2 separate regions of the Pan troglodytes genome follow, and region 2 is linked to region 1. The links are chromatin contacts, called in public Hi-C maps. All regions are on one chromosome and are shown on one strand. Each heading gives the region's core, a stretch centred on a gene start, on an enhancer-like site or on the middle of the called end of the contact. The rest is flanking DNA. Distances are from core to core; before and after follow the strand shown.

Region 1 (4,880 bases), core at 1,791-4,290:
AAGGAAGAGTGCTCAGAGACCCTCTGAGTTATTTTGAGACTAGACAGATTCTCATGTTCATTTGACAAGTGTTTCTTGGAATTTTATCATGTTCCAGGCACTGGGTACTGTGCACACAGTGGTGAGAGGTAACATGTGACACTTTTGTCAACATCTAATTTACATTGCAGTGGGAGTGGATACAAATTATTCAGAATAAATATATAATTAAAATTGTGAGAAAAGTTTTGAAGGAAAGACATACAGGGCTTTGAGGATGTGTAACGGGAACTTAATCTAGTTGGGGGCTTTCTGTGGAAGTGATGTTTTGCTGAGGTCAAGGGTTCAGTAGGTGTTCATCAGGTCAGAGGAGCAGGACTGGGTGGGTGAGGTCGAAGAATCCTGGGTTGACGTTTACTGTGTATTCACAGTCACTGTTAATTTACATAGGATATTCTTGGTTTTCTGGATCATGGCTATTGGTTCTAACTCAGGCTATGCTATTATTAAGGACTGTCAATGGTCCACACCTATCACGTGATCTCATCAATGTTCAATGTGAAAAATAAGGCCCTGCATCTTTGCCAAATGGTTGACAGTGGGAGCATTTGCCACATCCAGAGGACACTCAATCACTCCATAGCTACTGGAGGGTACTTCATCCATGGACTCAACTGGACAGCCACAAGAGAACCATGTCAAAGGCCCAATGGTCCTACAGAGATGCCCAGAACGGTGGCAGGGGGATCATGTCACTGCAGCTTGGGAGATAACTAGGAGTAGTTTGGGTGTTTACAAGGACCAAAGAAGGGAAGAAAGAAGGAGACATTTGGATACATCCATAAACTCTTACGAGTGCTTACTGTGATGAATAGCACTATCTCTGCTGTCAGGCTGCCTAGGTTGAAGCCTGGCTTTGCCACTCCGTGACTGCATGGTCTTGGGCAAGTTACTTAACTTCGTTGTGCCTCAGTCCCTTGTGTAAATGAAGGAGATGCTGGTACATACCTCATAAGGTAGATGTGAAACACCCACTGCGACATAGTAAACTCCAGCAGATGTTTGTTAGCTGCTATTATTATTATTACTATTACTTTCTACCAGTTTTTATTTTTAAAATTATTTATTTATATATTTTTGTTGGTAACAGTCATTGGTTTTATAACCATAACCCCAAATTAGAAAAAGAAAACCTTTTTCTTTATGGTGATAGTTTCATGGGTATGTACTTATCTTCAAATTCGTCAAGTTGTATATATTAAATATATACACTTTTTTGTATGTCAGTCAAGCCTCAATTTAAAAAAAACTTTCTGTAGGTACAATTTACATTTTTGCCAAGTGCTCAGTGCTCAGGCGCAATCCCTACATTGTCCAGCAGGGGGAACTATCCAACTGCCTACTGTTCTCTATGAGCCATCATTTTATGAATATGGCTAGGATGAATGATTGCATTGTCTAAAATAACTTAGTCACTTACAGTTGGTATTCACCTATAGAATTTGCCCTTTAGAAACATGGACATTCCCCTCTTTCAATGTTCAAAAGTGGAAAACCTATATGAAAAATCATCATCATCATCATCAACCCTTACTACATGCAGGAACTTTCTTGAGCACTTTAGATGGATTTGCTCTTTTAACAATCATTAAAACACTGAGGTTAGCACTGTCTGTCTTACAGATGAGGAAATGGAGGCAAAAAAACTGAACTAACCTGCCCAGTGTCACACAGCGAATACGAGAAAGCGTGTAAACCTGAACCATCCGGTTCCAGAGTCTGCACCACATGTTGGGTATATTATTGTTGGAAACCCACCAGGGTCAATGTGGTCTCTTCTAGAAATTGTGAAGAGCTAATCTCTTTGTGTTCACCTCAGCATTAATGAGCTCTTTTCCTCAAGCCCATCGGAAATGGTTTCATTGAATAACAAAAATAAATTATATATATCAAGTCCAAAATTATTCAGAGATATTAAGATGCCTGCAAAACTCTCATTTTGTCTGAAGCCACTTTGCTTCTGGTCAGTATTTGACTTATAAGAAATTTTTTTTCTCACAAATATATTATACATAGCTAATTAAACAAATATCTTCATTACTTTTGAAAACCCTGAGAACATAAATATCAGCATTTTCTTCACACAGCTTCCACGATACAAAGTTAACTTTTGGCAGAACACCCTCTTGTGTTCTTTGAAAGTGAAAATATTTTCCTATAATAAAAATATAGGACGTGGTTTATGTAAAACTTGAATTATGTAAAATGAAGGCTAGGGAAATTATTTCATGTATTTTCAGATACTTTCTCCATGCTTTTATTTGTCCTCAAGAATTGCCAGAAAATGGCATAAGTCAAAAGAGTATTCTGTTTCTATTGAGAATATCAAATTGGAATACAATTTAAAATATTTTTAAGTAGTTCCCACTTTTATATTAAATTAACAGAAAACACAGGGGATTCAGAAGAAATCTTTGGAGGTACAGGGTTAAGACATGACCCCCATACGATGTTTCAGTGATTTTCCCAAGGCCACCGAGGTGCCTGACACTGAGAACTCCTTTGTCCTCAGCGGCACACCTGGCTGCCACCCCACCCTTCCTGTCACACCTTAGGAGTCAGGACTGTGACGGGAGCTAGCCCAGGACACCGAAGGGGGGATCCTAAATGCAGGTTGCATGCTGACGTATGATTTTTATTTGGAAAAACCTCAAAATAGTAAATGAAGAGTAGAGAGAGTGCAGTTTAAATAGGTAGAGATTCGTGATAGGAAGTGGACTGCAGCAGAGGCGACATGAAATTATCTGGGGAAGCCAGATGAAGCCTTTCCGAAAGGAAGCGAGCATTTGTTAAATTACATGTTCATTCATCAAATTCACTGAGCTCTCCTTGAGATCCAAGCACGGTGCCGGACACTAAGGATACACAGATAAATTCAGCATCGCCTCCGCTTTCCAAAATCTGGCAACCCAGCAGGAAAGAATAGCATGCAGAGATAAGAGTACCCGGGGAGCCACGGTCCAAGGTGCAAAGGCGGAGCCTAGGAGGAAGGGATCACCTGTGTCAGCAGGGGTCAGGGACGGGCTTCTGGGTTTGGGTGCACGCGTCCAAAGGAGTGCAGCCTTTATCCACAGGTGCAATTAGAACACCCATCTCACACTGCTGAAAACTCAGATATGGCACTGCTGACCACCGCCCCACGATGCGACATCAGGGGTCAGATATTAGGCTGGCGCTGTGCAGATAAACAAGTGTATATGTTGGTGCGCCAGGAAGATAAAACTCGCGCCTGGAGAGGACCAGGTGAGCGGGACTGGAGGCTTGTGGGACGCGCGGGACCCTCGGGCCGCCTTCCGCCGCCGCCCGGTGTCACCCGAGCCCCACCTGTTTACCAGCGGCCCCGCCCGCCCCGGCCCGGCCGGGCAGGTCGGGGCGGGCGCGCTCTGAGTCACCGGAATCTAGGTGGGGCCGCCCGGAGCGGCGTCCTCGGGAGCCGCCTCCCCGCGGCCTCTTCGCTTTTGTGGCGGCGCCCGCGCTCGCAGGCCACTCTCTGCTGTCGCCCGTCCCGCGCGCTCCTCCGACCCGCTCCGCTCCGCTCCGCTCGGCCCCGCGCCGCCCGTCAACATGATCCGCTGCGGCCTGGCCTGCGAGCGCTGCCGCTGGATCCTGCCCCTGCTCCTACTCAGCGCCATCGCCTTCGACATCATCGCGCTGGCCGGCCGCGGCTGGTTGCAGTCTAGCGACCACGTCCAGACGTCCTCGCTGTGGTGGAAATGCTCCCAAGAGGGCGGCGGCAGCGGGTCCTACGAGGAGGGCTGTCAGAGCCTCATGGAGTATGGTGAGTGCCCGCCCGCCGCCGCCGCCGCCGCCTCCAGGAAGCCCTCGGGGCCGCGGCCTGCAAAAGCCGCCGCGCGTGGTGGGCCCTCACAGGGTCGGGGGAGCCAGTGCTTTTCAGAATGCCTGTTTAGGACGAGCTCGGGCTCATGCATCCGACCTGAACCAAATGCAGCAGCAGTAGCTTTGGGTGGCCAACATCAAGCTCAGAAACAGAAAAAAAAAAAAAAAAAAAAAGGCCGTAGTTCAAACTGTACAGTTTTTTTCCTGGGTTTTGTCGGTTACGTACGAAAGATTATTTCAAGCATTGCAAGTTTAGATGAGTAAATATAATGAACAAAGTTTCTTGGAGACCTGAAATTTCTTCCCATTTCTCTTCCTTCTCTTGTTTCTTCTTATGATTAAAATATAAATATTGAAATAACGTGCCTTCCCTAATATCAGTGGATTCGTTCAACTTGATATAGCTGAAAAAACTTTCTCATTTAAAAAAGCCCTTTCAGGCAGTTTTAGCAGTTAACGTTTTCAATAGATATTTCAGTCTACTTTACCGGTCAGGCTAGTTCTTGTTAGCTCTTGTTCTAGGGCGTGTCCTTCGGTTTAAGCATGGCATTGTTGTTTAGAAAACTTAATTATTTTAATCCGATTTGAAATCTAAAAAGCAAACACATTCCCTACACTCGCGACGTGAAGCAGAGTTGACAAATTTAATGTACCTGGCAGGTGAAGTACTGTATGCCATTTTCCCAGCATGGAGGAAGCTCCCTGCTTGCCTTGTTGAAAGTCAGGACTGGAGCATAGTTCTTGTCTGAGAAGGCATTTTCTTTCACAGTGGGAAGCCCCCTCTCCTTGCCTAGGGGTGGATGGGAATCACAGCTGGGGTCTACTGTGATTAGCAATGTGTGTGGGGGTGGAGATGGGGTCTGTGAGAGCCTAATAAAACCTTAAAGCCAAATGGGCTTTACCTACCGGGTTTAATAGTTTTAAACACAGAAAGCAAGCTACCCTGCCTGTTTTCATTTCTTACTATTACCATTGACTTGATTTTTTTCTTTGAAGTGGCCCAG
Region 2 (5,231 bases), core at 801-3,300, 300 kb before region 1:
ATGCATTAGACCTGATTTTATGGAAGGGTGAAAAGCCTTTTGAAATTGCATTGGAGCTAAATTGTGAGTGCACGCAAGTAAAACTAGCAGTCAGCAAGGCTATAAATTATCTACCACTTACCGTACAAACACAGTCATTTCGGCTCTATCTTCAATGAAGACATCTGACTCTAAAGGCCTGGGTGGATCAAATTGCTGTTCAGAGGGAATATACAGGGAAATGGTAATGGTAGACTCACTAAAAGGACCTGAACCAGGCTCCACGTAGCTTGTCACTGGAGCTGTCATCTTTATTTTCATCTCTGTGACATAAAAATGAAAGCAAATTTAGTGTATTTTTGACAGCTTTAAACATTTAACCTATTCTTTTTTGATCTGGGTTTCTTGATTTACTTCACATTATTGACATATTTACCTTTAAAATAATTTTCATCTTAAAACAGTAAGGCCAAAATTACTCAATTGCTCACTGCCCACATTAAACCACTTTCTGTATACTGATATTCTGGGTTAATAAATTCTTAATTTTTAGAGACAAAAGGGGAAATTAGAGATTACATGGTCAGTAAATTATTTTTTCTAACCATTCAGAAAATGAGGTCCCACAGGCTAAGAGACCTGCTAAAATATAAATAGCAGCAAAGCCAGAACAAAAGCTATGACTTGATGCTTCTAATCTTGGTACCTTCTTGCCTCCTGACGTCTCTGATCCTACCAGTCACCAAATTATCTTGAGGTGTTAGCCATAGAAAAGGACTTATCACGAGTTACACCAAACCCCAGTTCATCCAGCAAAATCAGAGAACAGAGGTTGAAAAGTAATACCCAGTGTAACCCTGGTCCTGAGGAGTCTTGTCTGAAAACAAGACAAGTCTTTGATGACTTGCTTATTTTTCCATTATAAAGGATATTTCTTTAATAAGCTAAAACTCAATAATAAGCCCGGGGACTCTTTCACAATATGCATAATTACAAGGAAAACTGATTTTACCTTTCTCGTTTTTGCCTTGAATGTAGCTGTTCAGTTTCGTAAAGCCCGTCTGGATGGCTGAATCCCAGTCCATAGACTCCACGGACGTGCTGACCCACTTGGCTGGTCCATAGTGTCGGATCTCATAACTTCCGGGCTAAAGTGGAACAGAGAAAACTTCGAGAAGCAATTCTAAGAGGGTAGGAGTGAGATGCAAAAATACCGGTGCCATGATCTCGGGTCGACCTGGAGCCGGCCTGTCTAAGGGCTGCACCGCCCCGGGGTCCGGCCTGAGGTCCCCGCTCCTTAGGTCTGGGAGGTTCCCCTCCACGAGGTTCCCCTCCTTGCGATTAGGGACCGCAGCGGCCCCAACCCCACACGCTGGGGACTCGATTCACACTTTCAGACAAGCATCTATTACACCCCCTCGGTTCGGAGGGTTCCACCGCGCGTTCTGGGACGTAACCAGTTCCTCCCCGCCCCACCACCCCGCAAAGACAAGAAATTGAGATGGGACCTGCACTGGGGGTAGGGGGGAGGGTAGAGCTAAATGACCGGGGTTTCTCGTTTGCGTAGCATAGGGGGTAGGGACTGGGACCATTTAAAAAATTGTGCTTTTTACTTAACTCTATGGGACCCGCTGGCCTCACTGCAAATCAGCCGGAAGGCGGGCCCAGCCCCTCCGCTCCCGAGTCGGCGCCTACCTGGGGGCCGGCGTCCTCTGGGGCCTTCCAGCCCGGCGTCTCCACAGCTTGGACCGCCGCGTCCTCGGCCGCCCCGGGGTCTGGCTGGAGCGGCTCGGCCATGGGCGGCGCTGACGCTCTGGGAGCCTGGTCAGCCGCGCAGAGGCCCCGCACCCCGGGCCGCCCCGCCTGCGTGTGCGCGCCCCGCCGAGGCCCCGAGTCCCCGTTCCGCAGACCCGGTCCCTCCTCCCGGCCGGGCTGGAGACCCGAGCCCACCCGATGCGTCTGCCTCTGGACCGCGAGGGGGCGCCCCCACCAAGGCGGGGCCGGCTCACGACCCCGGACAGCTCCGGCCGGAGTTGCGCGTCCTGCCCCCGCCCCTCCGCGGCGACAGGGAGCCGCACCTCGCTTCGGCCCGCCTTCTTTTGAGGCACTTCCCGCCCCCGCCCCGCCTTTGTTTTTGAAGGAAAGGCACACACAGGTGGCCCCGCGGGCAGTAGGGGGTGGCGCTGTTTCTGTGCAACCGGTTTGGGAGCCTCTGCCGCGGCCCCGCCCGCGCTGGGAACCGCGGGCGCTGAGCCGCCTCGAGGGTGTCCCAGCGCACCGCAGGCAGAGAAAGGCCGGAGGTGGCGGCTGGCGACCCGACCCCCGCGGCCCCTGCCCGCACTCCTGGGGATCAGCCAGGGCGAATGGCCGTACTCATCCCAAGAAGTTGTCCTAGGTCCCAGACAGCTTTCAGGGTCCCTTGCGGAGGAGGTGGTGGGACCACAGACATATGGAGAGAATCTGGAACTGTTCTGGTTTCTGAACTTTTCCCCGACAGGACCCCAGACCCTCTGAGTCATCCCCGCAGGCTTAACGAGACTCGGGGAGAGTTAGTGCCGAGGCCAGACACTAGTGCTTTTCAAGAATTTTGGTTACCAGGGCTTTCCCGAGCCGAGTGGGGTGCGGCTCTGTTCCCCAGCACCCCCTTTCCGCCGGCCAGGCCGACTCCGCGTTACTGTCCCCTGCGGCGGGGACCCGGCACGGCTCCGGCGCCCCCCAGAGGACTCCCATCGTGGGCAGCCAGAGCTCCGAGGCTCTCCGGGGCGACGTGACCGCCGCAGAGGCAGCAGGCACTCCCCACGCGAAAGCCAACGGACAGGAGGGTGGCCACGTGAAAAGCAATGGTGACATCCCCCAAGGGTGAAGGGGAGTAGGCCCCTGTGAACAGAAGAGGCAGCCGGGACCATTGGCAATGCCATGGAGCCAGCACCCCCTAGCCAGGGTGCTGAGGCCAAAGGGGAGGCTCCCTCCCTCGCAAGGAGACTTCCAAGAAGACGAAATTGCCTTTCAAGGCCAGGCACGGTGGCTCACGCCTGTAATCCCTTCATTTTGGGAGGCCAAGACAGGGGTGATCGCTTGAGCCCAAGAGTTCGAGACCAGACTGGGCAACATGGCGAAAACCCGTCTCTACAAAAATACAATAAAATAGCGTTGATAGTATAGTGGAGAGCATAGCTGCCTTCCAAAAAAAAAAAAAAAAGCTGAGTGTGCTGGGGTTGTGATCTCAGCTACTCGGGAGGCTGAGGTGGGAGGATCGGCTTGAGCCTGGGGAGGTCGAAGCTGCAGTGAGCCGAGATCGCGCCACTGCACTCTAGCTTGGGTAACAGAGTGATACCCTGTCTAAAATAAATAAATAAATAAATAAATAAATAAATAAATAAATAAATAAATAAATAATTCTCTTTCAAGAAGGGTTTCTAAGAGCAGCTTGTCCTTCAAGAGAAATGGGAAGGAGGGTGGGGTGATTATTCTGCCTCCTCACCTATGGAGGAAGAACAGGAGTGGGGGAAGATCAATGCCTGCAGCGACAAGGGCGCTGCCCAGGAAGGGAAGGCTGTTGCCACCCCTGAGAGCCAGGAGCCTCAGGCCAAGGGCGCAGAGGCAGTACTGCCTCAGAAGAAGAGGCAGGGCCCCAGGCTACAGAGCTGTCCACTCCCTTGGGGCGGAGAGTGGCCCTACACCAGCCCACGCTGAGCAGAATGAGTAGCTGGGTGGGCCAGGTGGGTGATCTCTAAGCTGCAAAAACTGCTGTTCTTGTGAGGTTACTGCCTGGACCTGGTGCCCTGGCTGCCCTCCTGTGCCCAGAAAGGAAGGGGCTATTGCATCCTACCAGCTACATTCCCTTTCCTTCTCTCCCTCCTGTGGATTCTCCAATCGGCCATGTGGCTTTCCTCGTAAGGCTAGTTGAAGACGGTCCCCCACAGCCTCCCAAGTTAGATTAGTGATATGAAATGTGCCTTTCCCTGGCCCTGCCTCCTTCCCTGTCCCCAGCCCTGCAGAAGGCAATTTTTGGTTTTCTTCCCCAATTCTTTTCCAAGTAGGTTTTGTTTACCCTACTCCCCAAATCCCTGAGCCAGAAGTTGGGTGCTTAAACTCCCAAACCTCGAGGGTCCGGCCTCCCCGCTTTTGAGTTTTTACTCTGGTGCTGTGCCTAGTGGCACCTGGGCCGGGCAGGGGGGCACTGCCCTGCCTAGGGTTCTATTCAAGTTCAAACCTTCAGCTTGTGAATCAACTGTGTCTCTTTTTTGACTCGGTAAGCACATATTAGGCTTTGGGGCCAGGGAGAGGTCTGTAATGTGAAATAACTTCTTCTTGCCTTTTCTTCTCTCATTTTTATGAATAACTTTTAATGGCCAAACCCCAGATTTGTATTCTTTTTTTTTCTAACTGCTACAACCATTCTCTTCCACCTGGTTTTATTATAACAATTGGAAAAGGAATAAATATCCCTTAAATTTTTTTTTGTTAGATGTATTCTTTATTTTTTCCAAGAGATTTATTAAGATATAATTCATATACCATATAGTTCACCCATTTAAAGTGTACTAGTCAATGGTTTTTAGGATCTTTAGAGCTGGGCAACCATCATCATCACAAGGTGAGAACATTTTCATCACTTCCCACCCTTAAAGAAACTCTATAACCTTTAGCCACCACCTCCCAATTCCCCCTTCCCTATGCCTAGACAACTACTAGTTTGTTCTCTGTCTCTATAGTTTTGTCTATTTGGAACATTTCATATGAATGGACTCATAATAGTATGTGGTCCTTTGTGACTGGTTTATTTAACTTGGCAAAGTGTTTTCAAGGTTCATCTGTGTTGTGGCAGGTACTCCATTTCTTTTTATAGCTGATTAATAGTCCATTGGATAAACATTTTATTTATCAACTGATCAGATGAGGGACATTTGGGCCATTTTCAACTTTTGGCTATTATAAATAAAGCTGCTCTACATGTTTATGTACATGTTTCTGTGTGCATGTATGTTTTCATGTCTCTTGGGTAAATATCTAGGAGTGGAAGTTCTGGGTCAAATGGTAACTCTATGTTTAACTTTTTGAGAAACTGCCAGACTGTTTTTTCGCCACTTCACATTCTCACTAACAAGGTATGAGCATTCTATTTCTCCACATCCCCATCAACACGTGTTTTTATCTGGCTTTTGGATTATAATCATCCTAGTGGGTGTATGCTATGGTTTGAATGTTCATCTCTTCAGAAACTCATGTTGAAACTGAATCCCCAATAGGTC

The links. Hi-C and Micro-C count contacts between places; a contact is called where the count stands out from the background.
Region 2: a contact with region 1 is called in a Hi-C map of stem cell-derived neural progenitor cells, with 5 times the contacts expected there. The contact joins the promoter of HEBP2 here to the promoter of PERP in region 1. A contact is called at or near these places in 4 of 7 Hi-C or Micro-C datasets (blood, induced pluripotent stem cells and stem cell-derived neural progenitor cells), 1 of 1 datasets of contacts at active chromatin or transcription factors (stem cell-derived excitatory neurons) and 1 of 1 other capture datasets (stem cell-derived neural stem cells).

What each region holds. Positions count from the first base shown.
Region 1 is chr5:149,953,279-149,958,158 of NHGRI_mPanTro3-v2.0_pri, reverse strand. It overlaps PERP (p53 apoptosis effector related to PMP22), which reads left to right and starts at 3,040. Exons shown (of 3, transcript XM_016956382.4): 1 at 3,040-3,817. The coding sequence starts at 3,604.
Region 2 is chr5:150,248,569-150,253,799 of NHGRI_mPanTro3-v2.0_pri, reverse strand. HEBP2 (heme binding protein 2) reads right to left here and starts at 2,050. Exons shown (of 4, transcript XM_001158871.5): 1 at 1,675-2,050; 2 at 992-1,127; 3 at 122-302. The coding sequence starts at 1,776.